Regions from separate parts of the Mus musculus genome. Here region 1 is linked to region 2. A link is a contact called in public Hi-C data. All regions are on one chromosome and are shown on one strand. The core of a region is the stretch at or near the end of the contact, and the rest is flanking DNA. Distances in the headings are between cores, read along the strand shown.

Region 1 (5,258 bases), core at 1,824-4,323, 610 kb after region 2:
GCATTTGTAAGGCAGTTTCCAATTATTCAAATACTTTTGATGTTAGAGCACACTGTGATTGAACTCCAGAGTTCAAATAATTGAGTACTGGGGCTGGAGAGATGGCTCAACAGTTAAGAGCACTGACTGCTCTTCCAGAGCTCCTGAGTTCGATTCCCAGCAAGCACATGGTGCCTCACAACCACCTGTAATGGGATCTGGTGCCTTCTTCTGGTGTGTCTGGAGACAGCTATAGTATACTCATATAAAGAAAATAAATAAATCATAAAAAAAAACATATGAGTACCGTGGCTTTGACAGATCTCTTCTTCATCCTAAAAAAAAAAAAAAGATTTATTTTAGATCAGGGTATGGCAGGACATGCCTTTAATCTCAGTATTCAGGAGGCAGAACACGTAGTTCTCTGAATTCCAGGCTAGCCTGGTCTACATAGTGATTGGTCCACATCATCCAAGGCTACATAGTGAGACCCTGTCTCAAGAAAACAAAGCAAAAACCAAAAACGACACACAAAAACTACGTGTGGCTGGGCAGTGGTGGCGCACGCCTTTAATCTCAGCACTCGGGAGGCAGAGGCAGGTCAGACTGGTCTAGAGAGTGAGTTCCAGGACAGCCAGGGCTACCCAGAGAAACCCAGTCTTGAAAAACCAAAACCAAACCAAAACCCCAAAGCCAACTATGTGTGTATGTCCGTGGGACTGTATGCCATGTTTGTAGTGATCCCCAAGGAGGCCGGAAGAGGGCACCTGACGCCTTGGAACTGGAGTTTGTAAGCTGTCTGAGAGGGAGCTGGGACTTGGATACTGAAAACTAAACTCTAGAAAAGCAGTAAATCTTAAGCACCGAGCCATCTCTCCAGCCACCAAACTTCACGTCTTCAGGACATATTTTACTCTTCCACGGAGGGCTAAAGGACCCAGAGGAAAGGTAAAACAGGTAAAAACGTATGTGGCTATCTTCTGTAGTTTTGATTGTTTGTATGTCTTTTGTTTGTTTGTTTGTTTCAAGACAGGGTTTCACCTGTAGCCCTGGCTGTCCTGGAGCTCTGTAGATCAGGCTGGCCTCAAACACAGAGAGTCTCCTGCCTCTGCTCTGGAGTTCTGGGGTTAAAGGCGTGTGCCCACTGATTGGCAACCAGCCTTTTTTTTTATTTTAAACAAAACAAAACAAAATAGTGTTTTTAGAAAGCTCATAAAACAGGCAGGTGTGGTGGCGCACGCCTTTTATCCCAGCACTTGGGAGGCAGAAGCAGGTGGATCTCTGATTTCAAGACTAGTTTGGTCTACAGAGCGAGTTTCAGGACATTCAGGGCTACACAGAGCAACCCTGTCTCAGCCCCACCCTCCAAACAATTCTTTGACCATATAATTCTCAGATTGCCTTAATATCCTTGTTTCCAGAAATAAAATCTGCTTTAAAACAGCTTTGAATGGATCGCAGCCAAGATACAAACCCTGCAGATGTGTCAGACAGCTGCCTATTTTGAGGATACTGTCAAACTTGCACCAACGGGGGCCATCATCAGTAAACTACAGCACCAGAAACCCATGGGGGGGCCTCGTGATGCTTCCGGAAGCTGAGCACTAGGATTGATGTTAGAATGGCAAGCTGCTTTTGTTGCGACTATGACTCTAAATCATGTATCATCCTTTTTATGAAGGCCAGAAGCGGATTGATGGGACTTGGGCATACAGAAGCAGTGATCTAAGCACAGGGCATCTCCCTCCATCACAGCACATCTCCCTCCATCTTCCCTGCCCATCCCCAGCACAAGCCAGAGGGCTCAGAAGAGCATAAGTCACCTACTTGGATGTTCCAAGAGTGTGCCCCAGGTCAGAGCAACAGCTAAGGCTTCTCCCCTTTGCTTTCTTCCAGGTTGTATTTCCATAGCAGGACAAGGGTGGCCTGAACTGTGTCTTAGCAAGGGTTTTACTGCTGTGAACAGACACCAGGACCAAGGCAACTGTGAAAAGGACTACATTTAATTGGGGCTGGCTTACAGGTTCAGAGGTTCAGTCCATTATCATCAAGGCAGGAACATGGCCGGATCCAGGCAGACTGGTACAGGAAGAGCTGAGAGTTCTACATCTTCCTCTGAAGGTTGCTGGCAGACTACTCCCTTCCAGGTAGCTAGGATGAAGGTCTTATAGCCCACACCCACAGTGGCACACCTACTCCAACAAGGCCACACCTCCTAATAGTGCCACTCCCTGGGCCGAGCATATACAAACCACTACAACCTCTAAGAGAGCCCATGCAATGGGATTCTATGAAGGCAGGGGAGATCATAATGTGTTTGAGTGTGGGTGGGCCAGATAGAGCCATGAAATTCAGGAGTTCAGGGGTCATGAGAGCCATTAGGGAGCTTGTCTTTCAGTAGCCAGTCCTGGGCTTCCAAGACTGAGTCACTTTTCACTGACCTTTGACAGACACAGGAAGTCTATTCTTTTCACCAGCTATGTGGGTAACATGAAACTCAGTGTCATCTTTCAAACAACTTAAATATTTCATAACTGGCCCCGGGCAGGAGGATCTATGAGAGGTGATTCTGAATCCCTGTCTTTTGTCCAGCAGAGCGACTCTACGCCATGCAAACTTGTGTTTTTTTCCAGGTGAATGTGAGGCTATCTATATTGGGCTACTTTTTCTTTTCTATTGAGCTAGAAGGGGAAGCTGTGGCGTCTACTCCTATTTGTCTTTGAAGAGGAGGTAAGGATAAGGAGGAGAGGCTGCCCGTCTTTAATTGGAGCATGGCAGGTGGTTTTCAAGAGCAAATGGCACCCTTTCCTTGAATGGCACCAGGCACACAATTCATGGGCTTGCCAGGTTTGATGGAAGGATATGCAAATCTGACTCAATTCACAGCCTCACTTAACAGTTCAGTTGTAATTGCATCTAATTGAGGCTTATTCATAAATGTCATTGATGTAAAAAAAACTGCGTTGATGTAGAGGAGTCCACCTCAAAGAAGGATGATTACTTCACAGCGGAAACCCCACTGAAGAACATCACTGTTGCTAAGACAACCGAGAGTGAAGCTGGTTGCCCACGGTTACCCATGTACCAAATGTCATTGGTGGATGAGTGTTAGCTTTGAATGGGCCTCAGGAGCACAATGAGGAAGGGCAATGGGAACTGCCTAAGTGAGTGTGAAGAGACATGTCCTTGCACCCTCCCCTCCCCTCAGGCATTTCAGAGCCCCCCCCCCCCCCCCCACTTCCCAGCCTTTGTCAACTCACTGAAGAATCTGTCTCATTAAAGGCCCATTTGGTCAGAACCTAAAGGTCCTCAAACAGCGCTTCCTTCAAAAGTCATTTTTTGGGGGTGGAGCAGGGTAGGTTCTTTCTCTTTAAAAATTTGTTAAGGGGCTGGAGAGATGGCTGATTCAGTAGCAGAGAGTGCATACCTGCTCTTCCTGAAGAGCTAAATTCAGTTCTCAGTACCTGGGTTGGAGAGCTTATAACCACTTGTAAATTCAGTTCTAAGGAATCCAACACCCTCTTCTGGCCTCCTGGGGCATCGGCACACACATAACATTCACATTCATGCACACACATGGAAATATGTATATATGTGTGTGTATTTATATATGTGTATGTGTATACACACATATACAAATACATATATATGTATATCTTTATATGTGAAAAATATATATTTAGACAGGCTTTCTCTGTATAGCCCTGGTTATCCTGGAACTAGCTCTGTAGATCAAGCTAGCTGTGAATTCAGAGATCTGCCTGCCTCTCTCTTCTGAATGCTGGGATTAAAAGTGTTCACTGCACCCAACTATGTAGAAATAATTAAAAAGGGCTGGAGAGATGGCTCAGTGGTTAAGAGCACCGACTGCTCTTCCAAAGGTCCTGAGTTCAAATCCCAGCAGCCACGTGGTGGCTCACAACCATCCGTAATGAGATCTGACATCCTCTTCTGGTGCAACTGAAGACAGCTCATAAATATCTTTGTCAGGTGTGGTGGTGCACGCCTTTAATCCCAGCACTCAGGAGGCAGAGGCAGGTGGATCTCTGAGTTTGAGGCCAGCCTGGTCTACAGAGTGAGTTCCAGGAGAGCCAGGGCTATACAGAGAAACCCTGTCTCAAAAACAAAAACAAAAACAAAAACAAACAACAAAAAAAGAAATAATTAAAACTTTTTTTTTTTTTTTGGTATGTGAGTGAACTATCTGTGTAATATGTAGGCTTCAAGATGTAGAATTTCTGGGCTGATTTGTGTAGATTTGTAATTCTAACTTGCTTTCCACAGATTCTGTACTGATCTGCATTATCAGGAGCAGAGTACGTGAGAATTCTGCATGGTTTAAAGGCTGCAATCTCCTTGATGCGCTTTGTCCCACGGGGGAACGTACATATTTCAGTTTCTCCAAATGCTGTGAAGATTGCCCGTTACTGCCTTCTTTCTCTGCTTCTAGAAAAAGCTCCAAAGAGACCTGAGCAGTTTTCAACAATCTATCCACCACTTCCAGTGCCCTCCAGATAGGAAAAAGGCATTATCTCTCTGTGCTCACAGATGGACCTGAGCCCTGGGCGTATGCCTTGGATGTTTTTCAAGAATACTCAGGGTCTCACGGCATAACAAAATGTCACACACCGATTTAGGAACACAGGGTGGAGTTTGCTGAGTGTGGAAGAACTAAATATCCCCAAAGCCCAAATCTAGATTTCAGGTCCCTTCTCTCTTCTTTCATTTCTGCCATCTGTTGTTCTTTTTTAAAAACAGGATCTTACTCCATAACCCTGGCTGTCCCAACTTCTGGCAACAAGGGCCTGTGCCCTGGAAGGGTAAGATGAGCTAAAGCCCTTTCCTCACCGAAGCTGCTGCTGGTCCTGGTGTTTATCACAGCAACAGATCCCTCTTCTCCTCAAACCCTCCATTTTTCACAAACCTCTTCTCATATCTTTTTCTTTTTGCTGCTTTTCTGTAACCTACCAAGGTTACAATTAGGGCTGCTTGCATGTGCATGAATGGGGTGGTATTCACTGGAGCACCGGCAAGTCACTAGCTGCTGTAACACTGCATTCAATGCTACCCTCGCTCAGAAACCAGAACTGCCACTCGGCTCTCAGGGAGGGCTACAGGTTCAGGAGTTCCTCTCTCCATCTTAAAAAAAATGTATTTTAATTTTTTTACTTTTAGAGAGATAGGGTTTTGTGAGTGTGTGTGTGTGTGTGTGTGTGTGTGTGTGTGTGTGTGGCCCTGGCTGTCCTGGAACTCACTCTGTAGACCAGGCTGGCCTTGAA
Region 2 (5,170 bases), core at 776-3,275:
AGGGGACTCATGGGATTCAATGTCTAGCTGAGAAGCAATTGGCAATGGATGGCTGCCAGGGGAGGGAGAGCAAATTTCTTCAGGGATGCTGCCCTGGAACAGCTGCCCATCCTCCATTGGATGATCCAAATCAGCGTACACACTGGCAGCACTAAACAGACTCACTGGGTGTTTGGGTTTTTTTTTTTAAGGGACATGGAATATGTGACTGATGTTTTGCGGTGGGGAGGGGAGGGGGGTAAAGGAGAGGAATTGAAAGGGTTTGATCAAAACACTACATTCTTGTATGAAATTTTCAGTAAAGTGTAAAATATTAAAAAGGACCTTTCTATTTATTTTATCTTTTAATATTATAATTACATCATTTCCCACTCCCCTTTTCCCCCTCCAAGCCCTCCCATATACCCCTCCTTGATCTATTTCACATTAATTCCCCTTTTTTTCATTAATTGTTGATAAACACACACACACACACTTTCTTAAATACACAAACACAACCTGCTCCATCTGTGCACTACCTCTATGTGTGTTTCCAGTGCTAACTCTTTGGTACTGGATAACCAATTTGTGTACTCTTCCATGGGGAAGGCTATTTCTCCTGCTTTTACCATCCTTTAGTTGCCTCTAGTTCTTTGTATAGGATTGAGGCCTCATGGACTTTAGTACAAGCATCCAATAGAGTCTATCAGAGCTCTACAGTCAATCTGAACACGGTAGGAAAAAAAAAACAATAAATACCAATATACCAGTAACACTTATAGATGGTCAAACGAAAGAGGCAAGTATCTCAAGTTGTTAAGGCTCAACCCGGACTATTATTAAATAGCCGCTAGTCGATTGCCAAGTGCCACATCAAGAACTGTAAATTCCAAAATAAGTCATGGTTAGATTAATTATTAGCATTATAAGAGATTGGAAGGGGGTCATAGAGATGAAACAGCTCTTGAGCAGAGCACTAGGTTAGAAGTTTGTCATCCATGTCCAAGAAGGAACACACAGCACGTCCTTCACTAGAAAAGAAATATATGAGAAGGGGAGGCAGACTGTGGACCTGGCAGGTGGACTGAAGCAGAGATATGCCTGAGCACGCTTGGAAATCCTGTGGGTAGCCATGTGCATCATCAGAGACATTAAAGATGGACCTAGGGAGTCCGTAGGAGCGTTCTGAAGGAAAGCAAAGAGATTTCACTGAAAGTAGAGATTAAAAAACAAAGTCGAGCTCAGATGCCTGGTTATCATAATGAGAGAGAGAGAGAGAGAGAGAGAGAGAGAGAGAGAGAGAGAGAGAGAGAGGGAGAGAGAGGGAGAGAGAGAGAGAGAGGAGCTTAGAGTAGCAGAGACAAATAAGGGTTCTGACAGAAAAAAGATCGTAGAGAAAAGGAGTACCCAGCAAAGGAAACTGAGAGCAAGCCGAAAGAGAGAGGTGTCCTCAGATGGAGACACACCTATGTCAATTTCAATAAATGACTCATGGGTTGCATTGATGAAAAACATTCTCCCTCAGGAGGAGTGGTGCTCTCCCAAGCTCTACTCTGAATAGTTTGTACATTTTGCAAAAGAAATGTTTACTCATGGCTCACTGTAGCCCTTGCCAGTTTGCGGGGGCCACCCAGCTGCATCTTGTGTGGGTTCGCTCTGGGGTCGCGCAAGAAGAGCCTCGCATTGTCTGGATTCTCTCACTCAGGGACAAAATGAGCCACTCATTTTGTGACAGAAGCCCTCTATATCGTTTTTGCTGAACTAAAGCAGGCCAGCAAGACTCACAGGTCATGGGCTTTGAGTCTTCTTCCCTCTGGTTTGTGGAGATCAAAAACAACTGCAAGATTTTGGAAGAGAAGACATAGAACGCGCGCGCACACGCGCGCGCGCACACACGCACCTCCCCGCACCCTACCCACTGCAGAACTGAGGCGGAACAGCCTCCAAACAGCATCAAGGCTCCTGAAATGTCAGAGACAGCAGAGAGAGAGCCTGCTTGCCACCCCCACACACGCTGTGATGGAGTATCGATTTCAGACACTGTTGCAGAGGAAAACTGAAAGTGCCTGCTCCAGCAGCTTGTCAGGCACTCGCCAGCCTGTCCCAAAGGACATCACACCAGCAGCTTCCTCGGGCCTGGTGCCTTTAAAAGCAGAGTCAGGCCTTCGGAGACTTGTTTCTTCACTCCTTGAGATTTGATCAATGACCCAGCCAGACAACATTTTCATTATTGTGACAAGCATACTTAGAGTACTCCAACCAGGAGAAAATGGAAAGCCAAGCTGTAGCTAGTGTGCGCAGAACTTAGGCAGAATAAAAAAAAGCAACGTGCTCCGATGATTGGCACTGCTAGCATTCGGGGAATCTGTTATCCTTTTGAGAAAGGCTGTATTTATTCAACAGACATGTACTGCACGTTATAGTGAGCCTTGGGGCGGAGAAGAGAAAAAGACAAACGTCTGCCTCAAAGACTTCCTGTCTAGAAAGGATAGCCACTGTTGACGGCAATGTGAGCAGCCAGAAATCAAAGAGGGCGAGGCAATAGGAAATAAGGTGCAGGGTTTGAGCGCATCGATGCTGGGATGAGCAAGGATGTTCATTCTGCTCCCAGGCGCATTAGGAGAGGCAGACAATATTAGGGTCTGAGGACAGGCTCCTGCCCTGCCCCCCACCCCCCCCACCCCCGTGATCACTTAATAGTGAAATAGCAGTGTAAAGAGGCTTCAGTCACAAACTGCTTCATTAGTGGGTCAACTGTCTTGCAGAATAGTCTACCCCACTTGAGGTTCTATTACTCTCCTCTATCTTGAGTATAAGGTACAAGTTTACAAGCCATCTTTGTCAAGGAAATGGCAGGAGGCTTGCTCTCTACGGGAGTAAAAGAATCAAATAACCTACAAATAGGGAGCGTGGGCCCTGGGCTGAAAGACAGCTTGATATTGAAAGTGACCTTGAGGTTTCTCTGCTCAACCTCAGAGAACCACAGGAAGAGAAAATAAAACCAGTGGTGATGGTTCAGTATAATCAGGTGTTTTAAATGTTCTAAAATGCTATCTATTTTTAATGATCTTTGATGCCAGAAACCCAAGGAAGATAGGTCAAGCTTAAAAATAGCCAGTAAGTCGTTGTGTGGTCCCATGTTTGACAACGATTTCAGGCTTCCCTGAACCATAACTTTATAATATAGAGGTATGGAAGAGCATCCCTAGTTCTTAAGATTAGAAGGGACAAAGAAAAGGAATGTGTGGGGCAAGGTATGTCAGCGAAGATGCCTACCATAGCTAAGTGAGTTCAAGATCCACCCACACCTTTGGCAGAGACAATGAGAGCCTTTGTTCAAGCATGTCTATGATTCAAACAAAACTTTACTGAGTCTCTAGTATATGTGAGGTATTGAACCAGGCAGGCAGCCATCTGGGAGAGCATCCTTGGATCGACTACAAATATCTACTGATTTTGAACTGTTCATAAGCCATCTCACATTTTTCCAAAAATAAAGCAACGTGTGATAGTCATCCCACTTCCATTTCTCTCCGAGTTGCGGATCCAATGAGTATTTAATCATTTGATCTATACTAAGTATTTTCCTAGATTCTGAGAACACCAAAATATTTAGAATCCAGCCTTTGACCTTAAAACTCACCATGTAGGTGCTTTCGGTAATTTCAATTAAATGAGGCCACCATGATAATTTTTATATCATCAAAATGCTATAAAATTTTCCAGGGGTGCGCAGGGGTAAGGGATTTAATTTTTAAGGGGATATTAGCAATTTTATTGGTCTATCAAGTAGGAGTTGTAGCTGGCAGGACAAAGAAAATCAAAGGTGTCTCTTGCTGACGTGAAAGGATGCCCTGCAGAGGACCAGGGGTGCAGGAGGACTCAGGCAGGAGGTGTTGATATGTGCATGTGAGAACAATGTGCTTGGGAAGACACCTGAACACCTTACTACAAAGCAAGGCACCCACAGGACAATCTGGGCAGCTCTGCCAAGGAGTCCAGACTCCATTCACTGAACAATGGGAGTGCCTTTATCAAACCAGGCCTAGAAAAAAAATGTAAACAAAACACACAACTGCAAGCCTGTATACAACAAACAGCTGTCTCACTCTGCTTGGAAAATGAAAAACCATAACAGTCCAGGTTGAGCCGAGCTATGAGTGGATGGATGGTGTTTCCCCCTGGGGTGGAGCAACACCAGGCATAGGTCTTATACCTTCATGCACATATTCACCGGCCTCTCGAAATAAAATAAAATGAAAATGAAAGCAAGCTCAATGTCTGAGGCTGTGTGATACCCCTGATACAGTTAATTGATAACTGTAACAAAAACAGTTGTGCAAGAGCTTTCAGGGAAGTTGTGAGAACAAATAGCATGTAAGGATGTAGCATGAATAAATGCATACTACAGGGTACTCTGGGGAGCAGGAGCCCAGCCCTAAACAACAGAATGCCCATGAGAGCTGCCTCTGCACTTTCTCCGACACACACCACATCTTCCCACCAGAGCTGGTACATCTCCTGTAACTGATACCCATGCCCCTATGAACACTGATGAATAATAGGTATCCTTCTGCATGTGTCAGAACTAATTCCAGGAGCATCCTCTTCCATGCCAATCTAGAGTCAACCTTTGAAGCCTGTTCATACAACTCTCTTTGAGAAGGAGAACAGATAAATTTCTTCCAAAGGGAATCACTAGGCAGTGAGAGGTGCCACCATCAATAGATGGGAAATTCAAGTGCACCTCCGGTGTGTGATGGTCCACCATTGTCTTGCATGCAAAATAATGGACTTCACAAAATTTGACACATTCCACTCCAAAATACTGCAGTTAGTTAATTAATCCATGTTTGGTAATCTTATCCATAAAACATCAACAGTGCCTCCTAGTCCATTAACCCCTTGAGTTTCTGGGAACTGCTTTGGAATTGGTCTTAAAAGTTTCAAGTCAGATTGTCTTTGCAACTGATTGGCAAATGACTGGGTCAGTTACATAAACTCAATATGACCCACAGAACTTACCAGCAAAGAGAGCTTAATTTCCCTGCCTCCTACATTTTGCTCTTGGAAGTATTTTAGAAACCATGGCAATTTATAATCACAAAAGGTGTTGTTAGCCAGGATCAAATAAAATAACAAATAAGGTCTTAACCCTCAAGTGCTTTTCCAAGTACTACATAATTGAGTG

Evidence for each region. Hi-C and Micro-C count contacts between places; a contact is called where the count stands out from the background.
Region 1: a Hi-C map of cortical neurons shows a contact between it and region 2, with 3 times the contacts expected there. The contact joins two enhancer-like sites. A contact is called at or near these places in 1 of 484 Hi-C or Micro-C datasets (cortical neurons) and 1 of 115 datasets of contacts at active chromatin or transcription factors (fibro-adipogenic progenitors).

What each region holds. Positions count from the first base shown.
Region 1 is chr7:73,634,883-73,640,140 of GRCm38.p6, forward strand. No RefSeq gene overlaps it. Among named protein-coding and RNA genes, the nearest start is that of Gm26176, 8.6 kb to the right of the region's middle. Within about 2 kb of position 3,074, at least 48 of the 459 cell types and tissues checked have an H3K27ac peak or open chromatin away from gene starts, as enhancers often do. A contact at or near this core is called in cortical neurons, where this site is marked.
Region 2 is chr7:73,030,551-73,035,720 of GRCm38.p6, forward strand. No RefSeq gene overlaps it. Among named protein-coding and RNA genes, the nearest start is that of Gm6567, 69 kb to the right of the region's middle. Within about 2 kb of position 2,026, at least 39 of the 459 cell types and tissues checked have an H3K27ac peak or open chromatin away from gene starts, as enhancers often do. A contact at or near this core is called in cortical neurons, where this site is marked.